2 separate regions of the Sus scrofa genome follow, and region 1 is linked to region 2. Evidence: chromatin contacts called from public HiChIP or PLAC-seq data. All regions are on one chromosome and are shown on one strand. Each heading gives the region's core, a stretch centred on a gene start, on an enhancer-like site or on the middle of the called end of the contact. The rest is flanking DNA. Distances are from core to core; before and after follow the strand shown. Region 1 holds the start of CTSC (dipeptidyl peptidase 1). Region 2 holds the start of LOC106504840.

The links. HiChIP or PLAC-seq counts read pairs in DNA pulled down with a chosen protein or histone mark.
Region 1: an H3K27ac HiChIP or PLAC-seq map of skeletal muscle shows a contact between it and region 2, with 2.3 times the contacts expected there. The contact joins the promoter of CTSC here to the promoter of LOC106504840 in region 2. A contact is called at or near these places in 1 of 5 promoter capture datasets (liver), 1 of 47 Hi-C or Micro-C datasets (liver) and 2 of 2 datasets of contacts at active chromatin or transcription factors (alveolar macrophages and skeletal muscle).

Annotation. Positions count from the first base shown.
Region 1 is chr9:21,759,541-21,764,643 of Sscrofa11.1, reverse strand. CTSC (dipeptidyl peptidase 1) reads left to right here and starts at 2,848. Exons shown (of 7, transcript XM_003129741.3): 1 at 2,848-3,413; 2 at 5,066-5,103. The coding sequence starts at 3,242. It overlaps LOC102160855 (a long non-coding RNA gene), which reads right to left and starts at 2,756. Exons shown (of 10, transcript XR_002346978.1): 1 at 2,110-2,756.
Region 2 is chr9:20,719,240-20,723,837 of Sscrofa11.1, reverse strand. LOC106504840 reads right to left here and starts at 2,196. Exons shown (of 3, transcript XM_013979237.2): 1 at 1,774-2,196. The coding sequence starts at 2,159. FZD4 (frizzled-4) reads left to right here and starts at 2,378. Exons shown (of 3, transcript XM_005667210.3): 1 at 2,378-2,459; 2 at 2,462-2,661. The coding sequence starts at 2,378.

The DNA.
Region 1 (5,103 bases), core at 1,599-4,098, 1.0 Mb before region 2:
TAGCTGTGTCAGGACCCTTAGAAAGGGATGTTACAACTCAGATTGCTGGGACCTACCTAGACATTTTCTGATTCAGTAGGTATGAGTGGGGTCAGGAATTTGCATTTCTAGCAAATTTCAAGGACATGCATATGCTGCCAGTCCTGTGGGTCCTGGGACCACAGTGTGAGAATTTCTGCTAAGCAATATTGCTTCTCTATAAGCCTACTTGTAACAGTCTGAGCCTAGCACCAAACTGTGATTTGCATATAAACTCACTTGCATTTTATATCATTTTAATATAAACCAAATTTTCAGGAATGCAACTTCTGGGTAAATCAACAGAAATGTTCTTTGTTTTGCTGGGAACTTGACCAAGAATTGCCTAGCATTAATAATGGAGGTATGATATTTGAATGGCCACCTGACAAGACTATTAGGACATTCATCAAGTTATTATTATCTCTGGATACTCACTTTCCAACAGGAAAATGAATGCATTAGACTAAGAGGTATTTGAGTTATAACTCACTGAAATAATTTCTGTTCTCAAGAAAAAAAAGGTCCCTATCAATTGTATTATGACTTTATCATTCTTTTTATTTTATAATGATTTTTGTTTTTTCCATTATAGCTGGTTTACAGTGTTCTGTCAATTTTCTACTGTACAGCAAGGTAACTCAGTCACGCATGACACTACAATTCTATTTAGAAACATAAAGAGCAAGTACCTGAATCTCATTCAGTTTTCCAGTACATTTATACATGAGCATTTTAATTTTTTTGCTTTTTAGGGCCACACTTGCAGCATATGTTGGTTCCCAGGCTAGGGGTCCAATCAGAGCTGTAGCCACCGGCCTATATCCCAGCCACAACAATGTCAGATCTGAGCCATGTCTTCAACCTACACAGCAGCTCATGGCTATGCCGGATCCATGACTCACTGATCGAGGTCAGGGATCAAACCCGAAACCTCATGGTTCCTAGTTCAAACTGCTTCCCCTGCACCATGACGGGAACTCCTACATGAGCATTTTAGAAAATGAAATGTACTTGTATTCAAATTTTATTTAAAATACCCTTTTCCCCTGATGATCAACTATAATAAATTGAGAAATAAATTACTTTTTCTCAATACTTATATACATTTTAAGAAATTTTTAAAACATTTAAACATTTTTTTTTCTTTCTTCGGCATCTGGAGGTTCCAGGGCTAGGGGCTGAATTTGGAGCTGCAGCTGTCTGCCTAAGCCACAGCCACAGCAACACAGATCTGAGCCGAATCTATTACTTACACCACAGCTCAAAGCAATGCTGGATCCTTATCCCACTGAGCAAGGCCAAGGATGGAACCTGCATCGTCACAGACACTGTGTCGAGTTCTTAACCACAACCTCATGGTTCCTACTTGGATTCGTTTCTGCTGTGCCACGATGGGAGCTCCCTCTGGTAAAAAATTTTACTGTTTTTTGGAGTTCCCTTTGTGGCGCAGCACAAATGAATCCGACTAGGAACCATGAGGTTGTGGGCTCGATCCTGAGTTGCTGTGGCTGTGGTGTGGGCCGGCAGCTTTAGCTCTGATTCAACCTCTAGCCTGCGAACCTCCGTATGCTGAGGGTGCAGCCCTAAAAAACAAAATTTTACTGTTTTTTAACAACAAATGACACACTTTCTCAGAGATTAGGAAAGCAATGTAACGCTGTCAGTGTATCTCTAAACAGTAAGTGTCTTAGCTTAATTATATGCTGTCAGCTTATCATTTTAAGTAAACAGAAATAAAACCTAGAGATAGAGAGTTGGCCCCACCCTTGCCTTTGCAGTTTGTGAGGACATTAGAGAGCATTTCCACTGCTAAGCTTTCAAGGGCAACTTCTTTTGCCAAATCAAAATTAGCTTTCAGGCCTAGGGACCAAGATAAGGTTATGAAGTGCATTTATTTTTAACACCCCAGCACGCTTGGTGTTTTCAAGCCAGGATCAAGGGAGATCAAGGTGCATGAGGTGGACTTGCTCCCTTTGAATGCTTACAAAATACTGGCCATACAAGGATTTATTTCTAACCAGTGTGATGAGGGCAAAAGGCACGTGCCCTAAAGGGCAGGGACACAGGAAAGTCTGTTTTGTTCCTCACCTGTCCTTGATGCTGCACAGGGCCTGACGCCTAAAAGATTCTGAAAGGAGCCCAACTTCCAACAAGAGCCAGGAAAGTCAGAGAAGCTCTTACAGAAAGGGTGATACTTACACTGAACAAGGAGGCACCTGGAAATAGGGGTACCTATTAATTACTGGCGATCAGACTGGTCACCCTAGAATCTGCTCCTAAGACCAGCTTTCTCCCACCCGCTGGTTCCCTTCCTCCCCCCAAGTTACTTCCCCCCGCTGGGCCTCCAGCTTTTCAGCTGTAAAACAAGAGCTTTAAGTGCACTTGTGGGTTTGTGCGTGCGCGTGCGCACAACTAAGTTCTAGAACTTTAGCAGGGGAAAAAAACACAAAACACTTAATCGCACAAACTGCAAATGAGCACTACGTGTCGAATCTTCCCGTGGCTAACTGGCAAATAACATTAACAGGAAACCGACAAAACCCAGGAAAAAAAAAAAGGTAGTGAAAGTTTTGGGAAACGGAAGGAAGAGCAGTTCTAAAACAACTGGGGTGGCTGGGGGTCGCGCGGAAAATTGTTCCGAGGGAAGAAAAGTTAACCGAGTTGGTGAGGACTAAGTAACGAAGACAAAGAAGTAAAAGCAAACTTAACCAGCTCGCTCACCCTCTGGGCTTTTTGCTCACTTTCGGTCCCCTACCCCCACCCCCTCCCCCTCCCAGCTCTCGGTGTCCGTCTCTCTCTGACCTTTAGTCCCCGCCACCCCACCTCTGTCTCTTTCTCCCTCCCTCTCTCTCTCCTCTCTCGGGTCTCCCTCTCCGTTACTTTGCAAGGAGCGCAGTCCGGGGCGCGCGCGGACCAGCAGTGGCTCCTCAGTCCTCTCTGGAGACATCCCTTGCCAAGAGAACCTGACCCTGGGGTCCCAGGCCGTCTGTCGGGCCGCGGCCAGGTGAGGGGCTCGCGCCACCAAGCCCTTACCTGAGGGGCGGGGCCACGCCTGGGTGCCCAGCCCCCGCCACCCCGAGACTCCGCCCACGCTGGGTCACTGGTTTCCGGCCCCTCGGACTATTTTAAGGAGCGCGCGCGACCGTAGTGGCCTCAGCCCCCAGCCTGCCACGCTCCGGCTCCCGCTCCCTCCCCCACCTCTCCTGTGCTCCCGGCCGGCATGGGTCCCCGGCTGGGCTCGCTGCTCTCTGCCCTCCTGCTGCTTCTTTACGTCGCGGGCACCGCGCACTGTGACACTCCTGCCAACTGCACCTATCCTGACCTGCTGGGCACCTGGATCTTCCACGTGGGCCCTGGTGGTTCCCAGCGCGACGTCAACTGCTCGGTTATGGGTAAGCCGCCGGCGCCCTCGGACCCGCTCTCTTCTCGCGCCTGCCCGGGGCTCCTTCCGTTCGGTCCTTGAGCCCTTCTCCGCGCAGCGCCCCCTCCGAGCTCCCAACTAGCTGGAGGCCAGGGACGTCCTGGCTGGACTTGGGACCCCCCTCCGGGTGCCCTTTCCTGCTCCAGGGCAACGATGTCAAAGTGGAACTGCTGAGAATTTCTAACTTCACTTAGTCCTAGTTATCCCCGGCGCCTCAGCACTTTTTACAAGTACTTTTTCCCACTTAATTTGTGTTTTGGTTTGGTGAGGAGGAGAGTTAAGACCGTGCCATTTTATGTTTCCGTCCAATCTGCAGTTTTTTATTGTGCCAGTGAGAAATGAGCTCAAAGACTCCAGAGAATATAGCAATTAAAGTTTTCTTCTTTTAAGTTGTGGGAAAGTGCCCTTATGCCTGGCGATTTTGATTTGAACACGTGTTGTTGCTTCTAGTCTGAGAAAACTTCTGGTACCACTCCACAGTTGCATAGATTGCAGGGAGGTAGTGTATTAGTATATAAAAGTTTTTTTTTTAATAACTCTTTAGCCAGTAATTGTATTTTGAAATGCTCAGAGCCAAGTACAATGCCTAGCTCATGGAAGGCTCTCAAGAAATATCGAGTGTTTGAACACCCTGGGACATTCCAAATGCCTTCAGATGACACGACTATCCCAAAGACAAAGAATTTAGTGAAGGGAAAAGAAAAAAACACACAACCTTGGTTCAGGAGAGGCACTCTAGTTGCACACAAACCCTCTGCCAACCTGTGACTTGTGCAGAATGGGTGAAGCTCTCGGCTGCAATTTCCTTGTTAACAGAACACAGACTGCCAGGTCATTTGTTACTAAAACAGACTTATAGGACTGTCCAACTCCAGATAACTGTAGCATTTCATAATCCTGGGCATCATAACCATTTTTTCTTTTGAAAATTGAAGCTGGAGGTCCAAAGCAGAAGACAAGGGATTTGCACATTTCTGTCACAGAATCTCCTCTTTCAGAGTATTAATTCCGAAATGTGGAAAATATGAGTCCCCACTTTCTGAAGGCTAAAAGTTTAGTTCCTGTCAGTAGAAGTTAGTTCTACAGGCTAGAAACCACAAGTTTGCTGAGTTCTTTAGAAGCATTCACATTCTGAGGTTCTAAACTGTAGAGCCATTTAAAAGAAAGATACCCCATTTCTTCTCTAAAGAGATCATTCCCTTTATTCTTCTGATCTGATAGGTCTTTTTATATTTTTACAGTTCCCCTTTTTGACTACCATTTTGTCTTCTCCCCATTTCTGCCTGTCATTTTCAACATCCCCCCTTTCTCCTTTTCGTCAGTGGAAAAATTTCTAAAGTGTTTGTTTGCTCTGGTAATGACTGTACTGTTCTCTCTGCTGCTGGGCTCCTTCATATATCTTTCGAGCCTTCATTTCAGTCTTGCCTTAGATTCCTCTGGGATTATCCAGAGGAAGGCCATAAAATGGGGAATCATAGCTTCACAAGCCAGATCTACCCAAATCAGAGGTAGCAGGAAAGGAAAGCAGCTTAAAAAGATTAGAAATTAGAGAGGGGATTTTTTTTTTCCCCTCCTGTTGAAGTTCAAATAATTTTCCTTTGTTGTGCATTTTCTTTTCTTTAGGACCACCAGAAAAAAAAGTAGTGGTGCACCTTAAGAAG
Region 2 (4,598 bases), core at 947-3,446:
TCTTTGTCTCCTCCTGTGAGTTCCTTTCATTCATCTAGTCACTTACTCATCTCTGTAGGCCAATGGGCTCAGTTTCATGCATTACTCTGCACAGACATACAGAAGATTCAACCCTACTGCTCAGTATAAAGATCTCCAGCTGGATTTACTGGGAAAATAATCCTGCCCTCTCTTTCTGAAAGGTCAGTCTCCTTTGGGCCTCTGTTTGGTTGGTCTTTCGTTTCCTAACAATCGCATTGGTTCTAGCCTCGGTTTCTTCATTTCTTTAAGGGGATAAGAGAGTCTCCTTCCCTGGAAGGTTATAATGATGACTGGAGACAATGCAGCCTATATGGGCCCAAAACTGTAACAGGCACAGAGCCAAATATGAAAAAAAGTTGATTCGATTCTTGCCCTCAGCCAGGTCCAGTTGGTATAATATAAAATAAAATTAAAACTACAAGACATAATTTGAGCTCCATATGAGTTGTACAGAGGTCCTTCTAACTTCCATCCAGCCTCTGCCATATGCCAGACTTGGCTGAAATGGGAAGATATAAACACACAAAAACTTGATCCTTGTCATGAAGCCCCTGGAAAACGGTGTGTTGGACAAAAGAAAAAAAAAAAAAAAAGAAAAAATCTCAGGAAGAGAGTAGAAAGCTCTTAATCCAGATCCTCAGCTCAGACCTGGGCTGCAGGAGTGGTCTTTGGTACCAGACTGGAAGGCAGGAGGCTGTCCCACGACAAGAACAATAACCAAGTTATTTGGCACTAACTATGTGCCAGTCAGTGTGATAAAGGATTTACACGCTTTATCTCATTTAACTCCAAAAGCAATTGTGTGTCATAGATATGAACTTCCTTATTTTACAGATGGCCGGTTTGAGGCTCAGAGAGGACAGTGCCTTGACCACAGTTCTGCCAGGAGTAAATGGTTTAGGAATTCACCTGCTTAGGGTTTCACTGGCCCAACTGCAAAGTGGAGAGTGTGGGCAGCACAAAGCACCGTCCAAGGAGGGCTGAGAGTAAGAGGGGAAAGTTGGGTCCAAACACGGCTCACATGATCCCCAGGACCCTGGCAGAAGCAGAATAAGTTAGAAAGAGATGCAGGCTGCAGAGGAGAGATGTCCGGGAAGCTGGGGGAGGGGAGCCCTGGTGGTTGGGCGCCTTTTCAGCCCCCCCCCTCCCGCGTGCGTAGGTCAAACCTCTCCCCTCCCGCCCTCTCACCCTCCCAACCTTATTTAGAAACCCGTGTCCCCGAGACAGGAAGGGCGGCGGGCCGAGAAGCACGGAGCGTCCCGGTCTCATTTCCTTTCGAATCCCCCTGTGGAATTTCATTTCGTACGGTGAGGAAATCGGAGCGCGAGACCGTCGGCTGGTCGACTGGTCGGCTGCTCTGGGGCGCCTCCCACACTCGCGGCTGGAGCCCGGCAGCTCCGGGGTGCAGGTCGGGCCGAGGCTGGGGGCGGGGAGAGGGGGCCGGGCTCCAACCCTAGCAAGTTCCGAGTGAAAATAGCTGAGAGGTCGCGCTGTACCAGGCACCGTGCTAAGCGTTTTACGCATTATCTCTAATCCTCCCAAGTCTCTTTACGGATGAGGAGACCGACGCCGAGAGGCTGAGCAATTTGCTCAAGGTCACACAGCCAGGATTTAAAGCCCTAATCTTTGCAAATCCAAACCCCGTGTCCTTTGTGTACGTTTCGCTGCCTGATGGGAAGGCGGCCACGGGCCGAGGTGACAGCTGGAAGACAGAAAGGAAAAGGAGCCGACTGATCTGGGAGCACTTCTCACCTGGAAGAGTGGGGGCAGGCTGGCCCGGCCGGAGCGCCTCGGCTCCATCCCGGCCTGGCCCCGGAGCGTCGCGAACAGGGTGGGAGGAAAGCGAGCCGGGAAGCGGGGCGGGGCGCTTCGGGGCGGGAGGGAGGGACCATGGAGTGGGGGGAGGTGGCGGGCGGGGGCCTGACCCTGCCGGGGCAGGGCCCCGCCCCTCGCTGGCCACGGCGCTCGGCCATTGGAGATACGCGCTGTCCGTCCCGCCCCGCCGCCGCCCAGCGAACCTCCAGCGCCGCGGAGGGCTTCAGCGGAGAGAGCGGCGCGGCGCTGGGTGCTGGCGGGCTTTGCAGACGCAGAGCGGACGCGGCCCGCACTGGGTTTGAGGGCTCGCCTTCTGTAGCCATGACCCTCGCAGTCTGTCCTTTGGCCCCGGCGCGAGGTGTCTAATACCCCGCACAGTCGCGCGCAGCTGCGAGAGCCGGCCGCTGCCCCCTCGTCGCCCTTGGCGCCTTATCACTCTCCCTTTCCCGGAGCTGGGAGCAGCGCGGGCAGCCGGCGCCCCGGTGCAAACTGGGGGTGTCTGCTGAAGCAGCCCCCGCCGCCGCTGCCCCCGGCTCTGGCCATGGCCTGGCGGGGCACAGGGCCGCGCGTCCTGGGGGAGCCCGGGGGCGTCGGTCTCAGTCTGCGGCTGCTGCTGCTGCTGCTGTGCTCCTGGGGCCAGCACGGGGCTTCGGGGACGAGGAGGAGCGGCGCTGCGACCCCATCCGCATCTCCATGTGCCAGAACCTGGGCTACAACGTGACCAAGATGCCCAACCTGGTGGGGCACGAGCTGCAGACGGACGCCGAGCTGCAGCTGACAACTTTCACGCCGCTCATCCAGTACGGCTGCTCCAGCCAGCTGCAGGTGGGCGCCCCTACCCCCACCCCGGGCGGGACCCTTCGGGCAGGGACGCCGCAAACTAACTCCGTGGAGTTCTTGCCAGGTCGAGCCCCCTGTCCTCTTCCTAGGCTGAAGGGTAGGACTATCCTGGAAAAGTGATTTCCATCCCCACCCCCACTTTTCTGTCCCTTCTCAGGGACTGGAAGCCAAAACGTTGTGTAAGTCATCTGGCCTGCGAAAGAACCCACTCTTACACCCCGCCCTTCCGTTTTTCTCCCCTGCCCACCCGTGTCTGGCCAAGCCCCTATCCCCAGTGGAGCTGAAGTTATCTTTGCCAAGGGTTCTGGCCGCCGCTGCTCGGTGGGCGAGTCCCCGGCAGGGCAGCCAGCTGCAGCTAAGACTTGGAAGGAGAGATAAGGAGACGGGGCAACTTCTCCTCACTGACCTCCCTTCTCCCCCATATTTCTTGGGTGTGTTATTTAATGACTATTTCTGTAGAATATGGCCCCTCGTGTTGTCCTGCGGGATTTTAGAGGTCGTGCAGGAAGGAATGGTTGCGGTGGTTGAGTTCCTTCTTATCCTCAGGGTTAAGGGCAGGTTTAGTACTTGGAGAGGGAGAAGACATCACTTGGGGAAAAGGTGATGGTACAGTCAAGCTTCAGAAAGCAGTCTATGTATTGGAAGTTTTGGTGGTGTTTTTTGGTTTGGGTTTTTTTTTTTTTTTTTTGCAGTCATTAAAAATTTTAAAGGTTATGTAATAGTATAGAACAATGCAATCCTATCATAGTAAGTGAATTTTCATATACAAGGCGATTATAATCTTACAAAAATAACCAGTTTATTAAGAAAAAAAAAAAGAACTGAAAAGGAATTTCTTTAAATGTTAACACTAGCTGTATTTTGGTTGGTGAGGCTATGAATGATTTTTTTAGAAATTTAGAAAAGAGAGAAGTTGGGGGAAACCAGAGGGTAGCTAAAAGCTTCAGAAATCTGCGGTTCTGGCTGTAACTCCTGAGAGATAAGAAACGGGCAGGCAGCTGACTGACTAGGTGCAGGGATTTTACATAGGTCATTTGAAAAGTTGGACTGTGGTTTCAGAAAGATGGTTGGGATTAGACCTGTTGCTGGTGAAATGTCCCTGTGGAAGTTTCAGGACTTTAGAACTAGGTTCTGAAAGATTAAGAAAATGATTCTCCAGCTCTCAGTTTGGAAACAGCACATATCCTGACATCAGTGGCAATTTTGTTGGCGAAAGAGCTTTTGCAGGGATATATATTTTTAATTACATGTATCCTGGGGAGCAGCCAAGCTGTTCTGAAGGACAGGACTGGATCCCTTTACATGCTGGAAAATAGTTACTTGTAACCCTAGACTTCATAGACAACATCTGTAAGGAGCCAAGCAGACTGTTTATCAATGCTGGAGGAATTGAGGACAGCAACTGGACTCTCCCCTGCTGCTATTGCAGTTTCAGGGACTGAACATTTGTATTTTCCTATTGTGCTTCATTATTATTCATTGAGGAAACCTGGCCAAACAAACCCTTAGTATCCAGGAGACTTCCACCTGCAACCCATCGTGGGGTTTAAGAGTGTCTCTTAGGAGATTTTCTGTTTCAGTATGAGACTGATTCACGTATCATTACAGGGGATAAGTAGAGAAAGGAGAGAATGTTAACGTGAGTGAGAGCTGGATCTACATTTATTTTTACAGTGATAAGGAAATGGGGATGAAAATAAATCACCCCATCACCAGAATGACCAAGTCGTTTGAGTCATTGGTCCAGCTCTTTCAAATAGTGGCTAAAAGGGGAGGGAGACTCAAAGGCAGTTTTTTAAGGTTTATTTCTTTATGTGTTGTGCAAAAAGGGGTTATGTCATTCCTCAGGTCCCTTTTATATAGTTATTTATCTATGTCTTCCTAGAAAGGATTACTACACCCCAAAGAAGAAAAGTGTGTGA